Regions from separate parts of the Pan troglodytes genome. Here region 2 is linked to region 1. The links are chromatin contacts, called in public Hi-C maps. All regions are on one chromosome and are shown on one strand. Each heading gives the region's core, a stretch centred on a gene start, on an enhancer-like site or on the middle of the called end of the contact. The rest is flanking DNA. Distances are from core to core; before and after follow the strand shown. Region 1 overlaps PRKCE (protein kinase C epsilon). Region 2 holds the start of LOC134807918.

Region 1 (5,501 bases), core at 1,442-3,941:
TGAGGGCATAATGTATAATGTTTGGTTTTGGTTTTATATTTTCCGGGAGAAGAAACAACGGGAAGAGTTATAGCCCGGCACCTCCTCCACCCTGGCAGGGTGCTGTGGGCTGGATTTCACTGGGACAGCAGGGTTGGATGAGGTCAGAGCCAGCGTGGAATTAGCCTACTGCGCTGGATTCCTGAGTGTTGACTCAGCCGCAAGACTCCAGAGGGCAGAGCGCTGAATGTGCTAGAAAGACTTACGAATGAGGTGCCCACCATGTGTAACTGGGTGAGAACACCCAGCCTCTGCCCTCAGGGGTTTACAATCTAATACATCAGGAATAGGGCCAATGTTTGAGAGAACTGTAGATGAGTGAGAAAGAAAACTGGCACGACTTTGTAAATATAAGCTTTCTCAATTTAAGCAAACTTGCACATTTGTTTACTTTGTTCTGAGAGTTGCTGAATAAGGCATGATACCATGAGTTTATGGTCAAACAGCCACGGAAAGGCAACATTTAGGCAAAAGAGAAGGGACCCATAAGTTAGGAAAGAATGCAAATTGGAGGCCAGGAAAAGTTTGCTAACTGAATAAATAGCGGCTGCAAGGCTTGATGGGGGTTTGAGGGGTGGGCGCTGAAATGTTGAAAGGGACACAACAAGTCAATCACAGACACAAGGTGGAAAATGCAGGGATATCTATAGAGTGGGTAGGGAGGATGTAGGTTCCAAGTCACTAAGGATAGTCCTAGATTTTGCCTGTTTTCTTAGAGTAATTATGTATAGTGCCACTTATCATTCTCAACTGTGTCCTTTCTTGGAGGATAAATGATATAGTCACCCTAGTTCTCCAAAACTCACAAGATGCATTGAATTGCCAGATAGCCCCCCTCCAGCCAAGCCATCTACACACCAGCTTCTATATTTGCACCACCTCTCCAAGGGGCTAAATACCACCTCCAAGAGACTAAATACCACCCCCATCAGCCCTGCCCTGAGGCTAAGAGAGCAGATGGTTCTATGTGGGTGTGAACAGTCTTTAATTCTTCATTTCTGGGGTAACACTGGCTCCTGAGAATCCAAGAGGAACAGAGGGAGGAGAACAAGAAGAGGCCAAAGGGGAAGGCTCGGGACCCTCTGAGTGACATTAGTGGTGCATAACGTAAAGGCTACTCTCACTGTAGAGAAGCCAGCATGGCAGCAAGGAGGGCGAATGGGCCTTGGGTCCAGCAAGACCTGCAGTCTGCTCCCAGATCCCCACAGTCATTGCTGAGCCTCAGTTTCCTCACCTCTTTAAAGAAAAGTGGGGTGGGGGAGGATAATATCTACCTTCCAGAGTTGGAGTGACAGAATGTAATCATTATCAAGTACCAGGTACACAGTAGGCGTTCGATAATGGCAGCTTTTGTTGGAACGATGATATATACCTACAAGTTTTCTTTCTTTTTTTTTTTTTTCTTTGAGACGGAGTCTCACTTTGTCACCCAGGCTGGAGTGCAGTGGTGCGATCTCGGCTCACTACAAGCTCCACCTCCTGGGTTCACACCATTCTCCTGCCTCAGCCTCCCGAGTAGCTGGGACTACAGGCGCCCGCCACCAGGCCTGGCTAATTTTTTTTGTATTTTTAGTGGAGATGGGGTTTCACCGTATTAGCCGGGATGGTCTTGATCTCCTGACCTCGTGATCCGCGCGCCTCAGCCTCCCAAAGTGCTGCGATTACAGGCGTGAGCCACCACGCGTGGCCATACCTATGAGTTTTCTTAAAACCAAATTGTCAAAAATGTGGGGCCTACCAGGTGTTAGCCTCCATCCCATAACATCGTGGCTCAGGTCACCCTCAGAAGGAGACACAGGGAATCCTAAGTGTATTCTGGGAGTGACCTCTGTGGCAGACCAAGGGACACAGCTATGGCCGGGACACCAACAGCTTCTGCTATAATCTCCCCAATTTTTTTTTTTTATTTAAGTGCAATTATTTTTGTTTAAGTACAATTATAAAACTATAAAGGGAACATTTTTAGAGGAGTAAAAAAAACCAGATGGACATGGAATCTTTTCTTCCCAGCCAAAGGGGATCATCTTGCTCATCCCCTGGGAGCACTCTTCTTTCATGATCACTGTCCCAGGAGCCCACAAAAGGTCCAAGCATCTATGGAACTTAAAATACAAGTACTGGAAGGCTTGTGTCTGTACCAGGCTCTGGTCCTGATCCTGGAAATTCAATGTCACAGTCTGAACAGGTGTGCCTGCTGATTGATTATAGCCTGAAAGTACAAGAGGGACAGGCAGAGCTTTTGTCCCTGCCCCTTTTAATAAGAACACATACCTGCAGTAGGTTGTGGATTGGAGGAAGTCTCTCAGAGCCGGGAGGAGACATTCCCTACACCAGTGGAAAATCTTTGGGTCTCCAAAATCACACTTCTTTAACTCAAGTTAAATGAGGCCTTAAGGTGCTTAACTGTTAAGAAATAATAACAAGAAAAATCAAAGATTATGCAAAAAGAGGGGTGCAGGGGCTGCAGGCTGTCCTTAGGGCATCCTCTGGCCTTGGTGGGTAAGGTTAGGAAAACCTGGCTGCATTTTCTGAACCCTTCCACCAGAGCCACACGGGGGCACACTAGTCAATGTTTTGGATGCCGGGCCTCCCGCTGGCTTCCTTTCGGTACAGAAACCTGGAGGAGGAGCACAGTGAGGGCAGAGGCGCTACTGGATGACTCCTTGCTTGGCCCACGGCCACCAAGCCAGTGACTCAGGCAGATTGTCCTTGAGTGATTCAAAACCACGTGGGTGCTGGCCCAAAGGTTTCCCCTTACTTTCTAAGCATGTTCCCAGCATGGCTGGGACACGGGTTCCTGAGTTATTACTCAGGAGAGCAGGGAAAAGAATTGAGTGAATAAATGGAAGGTCTAATAACCTCTTAACCTGATACCAGGAAGGCAAGTGAGTAACCCCCAAGGGGTGCTTGGGGGCACAGCAGGCAGGGGTGGGCAGGGTAATAGCTCATTCTTCAGTGGGTCGCCATAGCATCCTTGGCGTGACCAGAGTGCTGGCCCTCAGTGCCTGCCCTCCTAGGGTGAAGGATCAGCCTCAAAGGCAGGGCAGCAGGCTGGCTCCCGACAGAGCCTCTTGACAGAGGGTCTCCTATGAGCACACACTGCCGCCTCACCAATAGACATGGGAACCCCAGGGGACAGACCAGGGACCAAACCCCAGCCATCAGCAGGCACTGCAAGGCGCCAGCCAGCCTGCACTCCAGGACTCCAGTGTGCCTGCTTTCCAGAGCACAATGGGTCCAGGTGCACACAGACACAGCAGACAAACCAGAAGAGAAGGCATCTAAGTCACCACCTTCTATCAAGAATTCAGCTAAGCTGCGATTTTTTTTTTTTTTTTTTTTTTTTGAGACAGTCTCACTTTGTCGTGTGGGCTGGAGTGCGGTGGCATGATCTTGGCTCACTGCAACCTCTGCCTCCTGGGTTCAAGCAATTCTTCTGCCTCAGCATCCTGAATAGCTGGGATTACAGGCACGTCACCACGCCCAGCTGATTTTTGTATTTTTAGTAGAGATGGGGTTTCACCATGATGGACAGGCTAGTCTGGAACTCCTGGCCTCAAGTGATCCACCTGCCTTGGCCTCCCAAAGTGCTGGGATTATAGGCGTGAGCCACCGTGCCCAACCCTAAGCTGCAATTTTACATGAAGACCTTGGAAAAGAAAAACACTTTTGTTTATAAATATGGTATAGTATGCAAATTTTAAAGTATTAATATTTTTTAGCTAAAACAGTACTTCAAAAGTTCTTAGCTTGAGGCCGGCTCTGAGAGGAGGGGGTTTATTTTCTTCTGCCCCACTTATCTTTGGTGAATGGAAGAATGTTTGTTTAATAAAAAGTCAGTAAAGCAGAGAATCATGCAAAGAAAAGATGTATGTACTTTAAGTATTTTAACTAACAATATTGAAACTGAAAATACTGAAAAACAAATATATGTACTCACTTGCCAATAACAGAAGGCCAATTTCTTTAAGGTATGGTCCCCCTCATCATCTCTTACAGACAAACATTATCTATGATTTCCATTTCCATTTTCTATTTGTGTGTGTGTGTGTGTTTGTGTGTGTGTGAGAGAGAGAGAGAGTGTGTCTCGCTTTGCTGCCCAGGCTGGAGTGCAGTAGTATGATCATGGCTCACTGCAGCTTCAACCTCCCAGGATCAAGCAATGCTCCTGCCTCAGCCTCACAAGTAGCTGGGACTACAGGCACATGCCACCATGCCTGGCTATTTTTTTTTTGTAGAGACATGGTCTCTCCATGTTGCCCACGCTGGTCTTGAACTCCTGGGCTCAAGCAATCCTACTGCCTCAACCTCCCAAAGTATTCAGATTATAAATGTGAGCCACCATGCCCAGTCCAATTGCGGTTTCTTTCTAGTGGAGCAAAAACTTAAAGATACTTGTGAAGTAATGTGAATTTGGAATCTTTTTAGAGCTTTATTATTTTTCTCACACAATTTAACAGTAATTTTTTTTTTTTTTTTTGAGGCAGAGTCTCGCTTTATCACCCAGGCTGGATTGCAGTGGTGTGATCTCGGCTCACTGCAGCCTCCGCCTTGTGGGTTCAAGTGATTTTCCCGCCTCAGCCTCCCAAGTAGCTGGAATTACACGCATGTGCCACCACGTCTGGCTAATTTTTGTACCTTTAGTAGAGATGGGGTTTTACTATGTTGACCAGGCTGGTCTCAAACTCCTGACCTCAAGTGACCTGCTCGCCTCAGCCTCCCAAAGTGCTGGGATTACAGGCATGAGTGACCATGCCTGGCCAACAGTAATTTTATAGGAAATTTATCTTTGGCTTTTTCCGTCACATTCAACTTAGTCTTAATAGAAACTTTTTTTCACACTCATCTCAGTTTAAATAAGATTTAATTACAATTATTTATTACAATAAGAACAAATACAAGTGGCTTTTGATAAACACACAACTACTGGTGGGGACAGAAGTGTACAGTGGGAGTACGGCATAAGCTGCTCCACTATGGCTGTGAGCTTTCAAGTGTGCCCTGAGCGTGTGTCAGAGAGAATGGGAGACAGAGTTAATTTGGCAAGTCGGTGACAGCAGAGGTCAATTAGGAGACTACCTCTGGAACTTTGGTGGAAATCTCTGAAAAGTCACAGACTCAGTGTTTATAATATGGACAAATTCACTGGATAAAATTCACATGCAACTCTTTAGAAAAACATGATGCCTGAAGTCAGGAGTACCTGCACTTATATTTGCTTCCACTAGTCCCCTGACCCTGTTACCAAGTTAACATGATTTTACTACAGTGCTGCCCAAATCTTATGATTGTGCTATAAGCAGCCTAGTTCCCCTAGGGTCAAAATAACTACTCCCAGTTAAAAAGGCAGGCATGCTGGGTGCGGTGGCTCACGCCTGTAATCCCAGCACCTTGGGAGGCCGAGGCGGGCGGATCACGAGGTCAGGAGATCGAGACCATCCTGGCTAATATGGTGAAACCCC
Region 2 (5,459 bases), core at 651-3,150, 280 kb after region 1:
ACCTTCAGCACCAGCGGCCCAGGCTCTCCCAGTTTGCAAACCTCCCGCAGCACCCACCAACTGGAGGGCACAGAAGGAGCAGAGGGCCACATCCTCTTTCCAAGTCTCATCTTCCTCGCCAATGCCTGTTTCTCCCCAACTATGAAGTGAAGTGTACCTCCCCAAGGAAACTGAGACTTACAGGCACACACACCCCAGTCGTCAATAAGTCCCGGAGCCCTACGATCAAGACCAGCGAGTCTTTCCCCGGGACCCCACAACCGGGTTCCCGGAACGACGGGGAGGCGCCACACTCACCCAGTCCTCGAAGTGGCGGCTCCCGTTCTGCAGCAGCTCCTCAAACTGGATGGTGCAGTTGGCCACGAAGTCGTCGTAGCCTATGGGGGCATCGTGAAAGACAGCCAGCTCGATCTTGCGCCCGTTGCACACATCGGTGACGAACTCGTCGTGCCAGGCCGGGCTGTTGGTCTTCTGCTTGGTGGCCGTTTGGCCGATGCGCGAGTCGTCCACATTGAGGGCAATGTAGGGGTCGAGAAGGAAAGTCTGCGGCCGGGGTCCCACCGCATGGCGCAGCGACCAGGCTGTGGGCTTCAAGCTCACGGCCTCGCAGATTTTGATCTTAAGAAGGCCATTGAACACTACCATGGTCGGGGCGGGGAGTGGGGGCCGGGGTCACTCCGTCTGCCCCGAGGGCAGGAATGAAGAACCGACGGCCCGGCACTCCGAGCCACAGGGACTCTTGGGTCCCCTTTCGCCCCACCCCGCACACTCCCTACACCTTGTGGCGTTGCGCCCTGGCGCGGGCGATTCTCAGCCAGTGCATGTATTTCCTCGCCGGGTTCCTAACGGAAAACAGGGAGGGGGGAGAGCTGGGGGATGTCCGTGTTTGGAGCAAGTCTCTCCCCCCGACCACCAGCTGCACCTCCAGAAGAGAAGACGAGCTGTCGGCTCCGCTGCAAGCCGCGGGGGCTGCCTCGCCGCCTCGCTGGCTCTCCGGCTCCGGGCTGCGGGAAAGCGGGCGCCGCGCCCGGCGCTTACCTACCTTTCCGAAACATAATCCCGGGAAATTTCGACTCCGGGAGGGGGATGGGGCGGTGGGACGGGGCGGGGACGAGAACCGGGGGCGCAGATTTCAACCCGGATCCTCTTCGCACACTCAGCGCCTGCCTCTGACCGCGCGGGGCGGGGGGGTGAACGGAGGGATGTTCAGTCTATCCGGAGGGATGCATGTCGAGAGGAAATGGTCCTCCTCGGAGCCAAATTTTTAAAAATCCACAAGCCCCACGGCCAGCCGGGGCCGCCGCCTCCTGGGCGAAGCAGCGCCGCGCCGGAGCCGGCGATCGGGAGGCGCCAGGAGCCCGGAATCTCACATCCGCGCGGGCTCGGAGTCCGGGCGGCCGCCGATCCGGCTCGGGGGCGCAGGCCAGCACCGGGCGGTGCGCAGCGCGGCGGCGGGGCAGGGACTGCGACTCAGCGCGGCCCCACCTCCTGGGCGCCGGCGCCCGCCCTCCGCGCTCCCCGCGTCCCGGCTCTCGGCTGCCGCTCGCTCGCCGCCCGCCAGCCCGCGCTCCCCCGCGGTCTCCTCTCCCTCTGTCGGTGTGCGAGCGAGTCTCCCTCCCTCTAATGCAGGAAATGCGCAAAAGACGTCAGTGTGTGTGAGTGTGTGTGTGTGAGTGTGTGTGTGTGCACGCGCGCGCGCGCGCACGGCAGTGTTTGGGGAAATAGAAAGTTTTGCCGGTTGGGGGAGCAATACGGAAAAAGTGAGCCGAGGAGAGAACGGTGGAGAGCGGGCGAGGCTGCCCGGGGTCGCAGCGGCGGGCGGGGCAGCCGGGGGGCGGGGACCCCGGGGAGCGGTGGCGCTGGGCTGGATGCGCTTGCCGGGGGCCATGGATGGCCATGGATGGGCCCCGCCGGGCCGCGTATCTCTCGGGGACCCTGCGGCCAACACTGTCTTTTAGAGCCGGGGATGGGGGAGTGGAGGGGGCCCTGTTGCCCTAGAGGCCTCGGGACCCTTCCCTTGCCCACCCCCACTCCGGCCGCGGCGGGCAGGAGCAGTCTGCGGAGTTCTGGCCCATCTGTCACTCTGTCCCGGGACGCTGTGATCCACGGCGGTGGGGGAGGGGGAAGGGGGAGGGACAAGCATGGCTCGGGTGAAGTTTTAAACTCTGTTCTTCTCTCTTGCCTTTCTTTGGGGACATTCTCCCCTTTGGGATCTGTCCTGGACTTCGCAGGCTGCGAGAACTTGTTGACAAGTGAAAGCTCGGTAGAGCCCCGGCTTGGTTTGTGGTCTGTTTATTTTTTGCAAAGTGACTGTTCCTATTTGCGCTGGTCCTTATCGGTGCCCCTTTGGGGGACTTCGGCACTGATCAGCGCGCTGACAGCCGCCGTCCAGGCTGCGGGAAAATGGGGCGCGCCCTCCGGGGGGCGAGTGGCTGTGTCCATGCTAATTTCCTCCGTAACCTTTAAACTCTCGCTGGAAGCTACCGCCGCGGCTGGTCACGTGAGGCGAGCCCTGGGCTGCTGGGGAAAAATTTCCTCGGCTGGGAGCCGGGACCGGGCCGGCGGCCGGCGAGGGACTGCCCCGCGCCCGAGACTGGGAACCCGGGAGGGCAGGGCCGGAGCGCTGGGCCCCGGGGCGCGGCCCAGCTGGGACACCCGCGAAGACGGCGGCGGTGAAAAGGTCGGCTCCGCTGCCGGGGAGCTGGGGATTATGCAAGTGGGGAAAGAAAACCTCCGCCCTCGCCCTTCTGCCAAGTCAAGTCTGGGAATTTGTAGGTATTGTGGTAAGCTGAGTGTTCATCTGGCGGGTCTGGTTAGTGTAAACCAAAATTTAAAACGCGCCTCCCGATCACTTTTTCCTCAGTGGGTAAAGGTTATCATTGCCTGCGGCTTAAAAGCCTAAAAAGGCTTAAAGGCAAGGAAGGAGGCAGTCCCCTGGAAAAACAGGATATCAAGTGCAGCAAACACGTCCCAAAAATGATCCGAAAAGTCCCAGGGCCATCTCCTAAGAACAGGCAAAGCCTTTGCCTGCAACCGCTCTGGAGCTTCCTAATACAGTAATTTCTCGCAGCCTGCCCTGTTGAACGGGGCAGCTGGGTAGAGATGGTGCGAAGATTCAGTCTTCCGTATGATCTAGGTAGCTCCGATGTAAAGAGCCAGGATTTCAATGGTTGTCTTACCCTGTCACTCCCCCAGCTGGAGATACGATATCTTAAAATATGTCCGTTTGACAAAGCACAAGCAGGGGTATCTCATTGCTGTTTAATTTTTATTTCTTTGATTATTACTTTTTTCCCTTTTGCTTCTTCCTTCCACACTGCTATTCTCATGAAGCCTCTTTCCCCCTTTCCAGGGCATGTGATGGAAGGCAGTGGCAAATATGGCTTGATCTTCTGAAAATGCATTTGGGAAGCAGAGCCAGCACCAAAGTGAGATGAGTGAGATACTTTTCAGTGGCAAAATGTAAAGGGTACCAATAAACGTAATCAACATAAAGATTTAATACAATTTTTTAAAAATAAAAATGTGAGAATCCAGAATGGACACAATATCCACATTTTAAATAATTTTAAATATTGCACTAAAAGATTTATACTACTGAGTTTATTGGCACCTGTTAAATTTTGTACCTGAGCCGAGTGCGTCACTCATCTCACCCTAGTCCTGATCCTGTTGGGAAGTCTGGAAAGTCAAGGATTTCATGGAGTTAGGGATCCTTGACTAATTGGTGCTTCATATGTTCTCATTACTTGCTTTGGGTAAGTCTTGTACAGGCAGGAGCCACCATGCCCAGCCCCCAAATATATTAAATAGGGTCTGTTACCATCTCAGTGACTGTCTTAAAACAACCTACAAACTTCCAGCACCATTTCCTAGCATGCTGGCTCAGCAGACTGTTAGTCCGTGTAAATCACCAGACTGCAATTCTCAAGGGCGACCAATGCTTGTCTCCTTTCCATTACAGCAACTCTTTTGGAGCAAGGGTAATAAAAGACTTTGTCAAACAAAATACATGTTTTGTATTGGATTAATGTTTACATAAAAAGGGAGAATGCTGGTAGTCTGCATGCAAACACTGCTAGTTTCCTGCCCTTATTACCTCCTTATTTCTAAATAAATCTCTCGCCTTCCTACTCTCAAACTTGGCCAAATGAAAAGTTGAATTCCCCAGGGACATCATGGAGATGCCAGATGTGAGCTTGTCTAAGTTTTCCTGAAGGAGAGGCAGGTCCAAAATAACCCCCTGCTCCAGGTTTCGTGTGAAAAGAAAATCCCGAGGAGGGGGCTTAGAAGGTAAAATTCCAATAGGAAATTATTGCCAGCTTCATCCTTCCCTCAGCCCCTGTCTCCAATCCCAAAGGATAAGACAGTGGTTAGCATATACATTGAGTAAAATGACCTTTGGATTCCAACTATGGCCTAGTTATTTCATAATCTTTGTGAGAAGGAAGAAAATGATACAATAATTTAACAAAGATGACCAAAATGGAGCCTTTCTCCTTTCAAAATTAAGGCTTATGAGTAAAGAATAGAACAACAGATGTGGCCAGGACAGGGCGATCAGTGTTGCAATAGGTCTATGGATAGGAGTGGCACAGAAGAAGGATCACCCCTTTGCCTGGGGAGCCTGGGAAGGCATCAACCAGCAGAATCCTTTGAGCTGAGTCTAGGCTTTCCAACAGGAGTTCTTCCAGCAGCAAAGAGGAAAGGGAAGGGTACTGGCTGCAAAAAGTATAATGTGTACAGGTAGGAAAGCCATGACTCTTCAGGTAAGCGGCCAGGTGTGCCCCACTTGTGGCAGGTAGTAACAGGAGATGAAGTAATTAGGAACCTGATAGTTAAGACCTCAGAGGGCCTGCAGATGGGTCTCAACTTTTTCCTGGAGAGACACCAAACATTCCAGCGGGCAAGCAGCATAACTAGAGTTAATACTTTACAAAGGCGATTTTGTGATGGATAAATATTTTTCTCTTCTGTAATTTTCCTCCAGAAGGCTCACCTCAAAACAGGGTATTAGACAAAGAGAAGATCCAAGTCTGAAGATGATTTACACTCTGTATAATCAAAATTGAAACTGTCTGTGGATACTGTTTAGATCAGCTGGAGGAAGCGGGGAAGGGGGAGCCAGAACCGTAGACTAGCGCGTTAATATTCATGTCCCTGTTGCTGTGCTGGTTGTTGCCATTTATAGAATGTTAATGGGCTTCTGCAAAGGTCTGCCTGGTCAGGGTCTATCATACATTCCACACATGCTCCGCTGAACAGAATCCAACCACCTGGGCCATGGGATGGAACGCGCAGCAGTATAATGACACAGAAACCTTCTAGAGCTCCGCTGGTCCTGCCCCAGCCAAGCCCCCACCCGACCCTGAGCCCCACTTCAGACTTTGCCCCACACCTATACTCCTGTGGTGGGCTTTTGTCTGCCCTGCCATGTCTTCTTATTTTGGCCCCATCTC

What was found. A called contact is a pair of places that touch in the nucleus more often than the background predicts.
Region 2: a contact with region 1 is called in a Hi-C map of induced pluripotent stem cells, with 4 times the contacts expected there. The contact joins the promoter of LOC134807918 here to the enhancer-like site in region 1. A contact is called at or near these places in 5 of 7 Hi-C or Micro-C datasets (blood, induced pluripotent stem cells, a lymphoblastoid cell line and 1 more), 1 of 1 datasets of contacts at active chromatin or transcription factors (stem cell-derived excitatory neurons) and 1 of 1 other capture datasets (stem cell-derived neural stem cells).

What each region holds. Positions count from the first base shown.
Region 1 is chr12:76,770,955-76,776,455 of NHGRI_mPanTro3-v2.0_pri, forward strand. All of the region lies in intron 3 of PRKCE (protein kinase C epsilon), which reads right to left. Among named protein-coding and RNA genes, the nearest start is that of PRKCE, 280 kb to the right of the region's middle. Within about 2 kb of position 2,692, at least 8 of the 24 cell types and tissues checked have an H3K27ac peak or open chromatin away from gene starts, as enhancers often do. A contact at or near this core is called in induced pluripotent stem cells, stem cell-derived neural progenitor cells and stem cell-derived neural stem cells, where this site is marked.
Region 2 is chr12:77,056,165-77,061,623 of NHGRI_mPanTro3-v2.0_pri, forward strand. LOC134807918 reads left to right here and starts at 1,901. Exons shown (of 2, transcript XM_063789894.1): 1 at 1,901-2,771; 2 at 3,353-4,163. The coding sequence starts at 1,901. The coding sequence ends at 3,396. It overlaps PRKCE (protein kinase C epsilon), which reads right to left and starts at 1,467. Exons shown (of 16, transcript XM_003308992.7): 1 at 1,043-1,467; 2 at 298-842. The coding sequence starts at 645.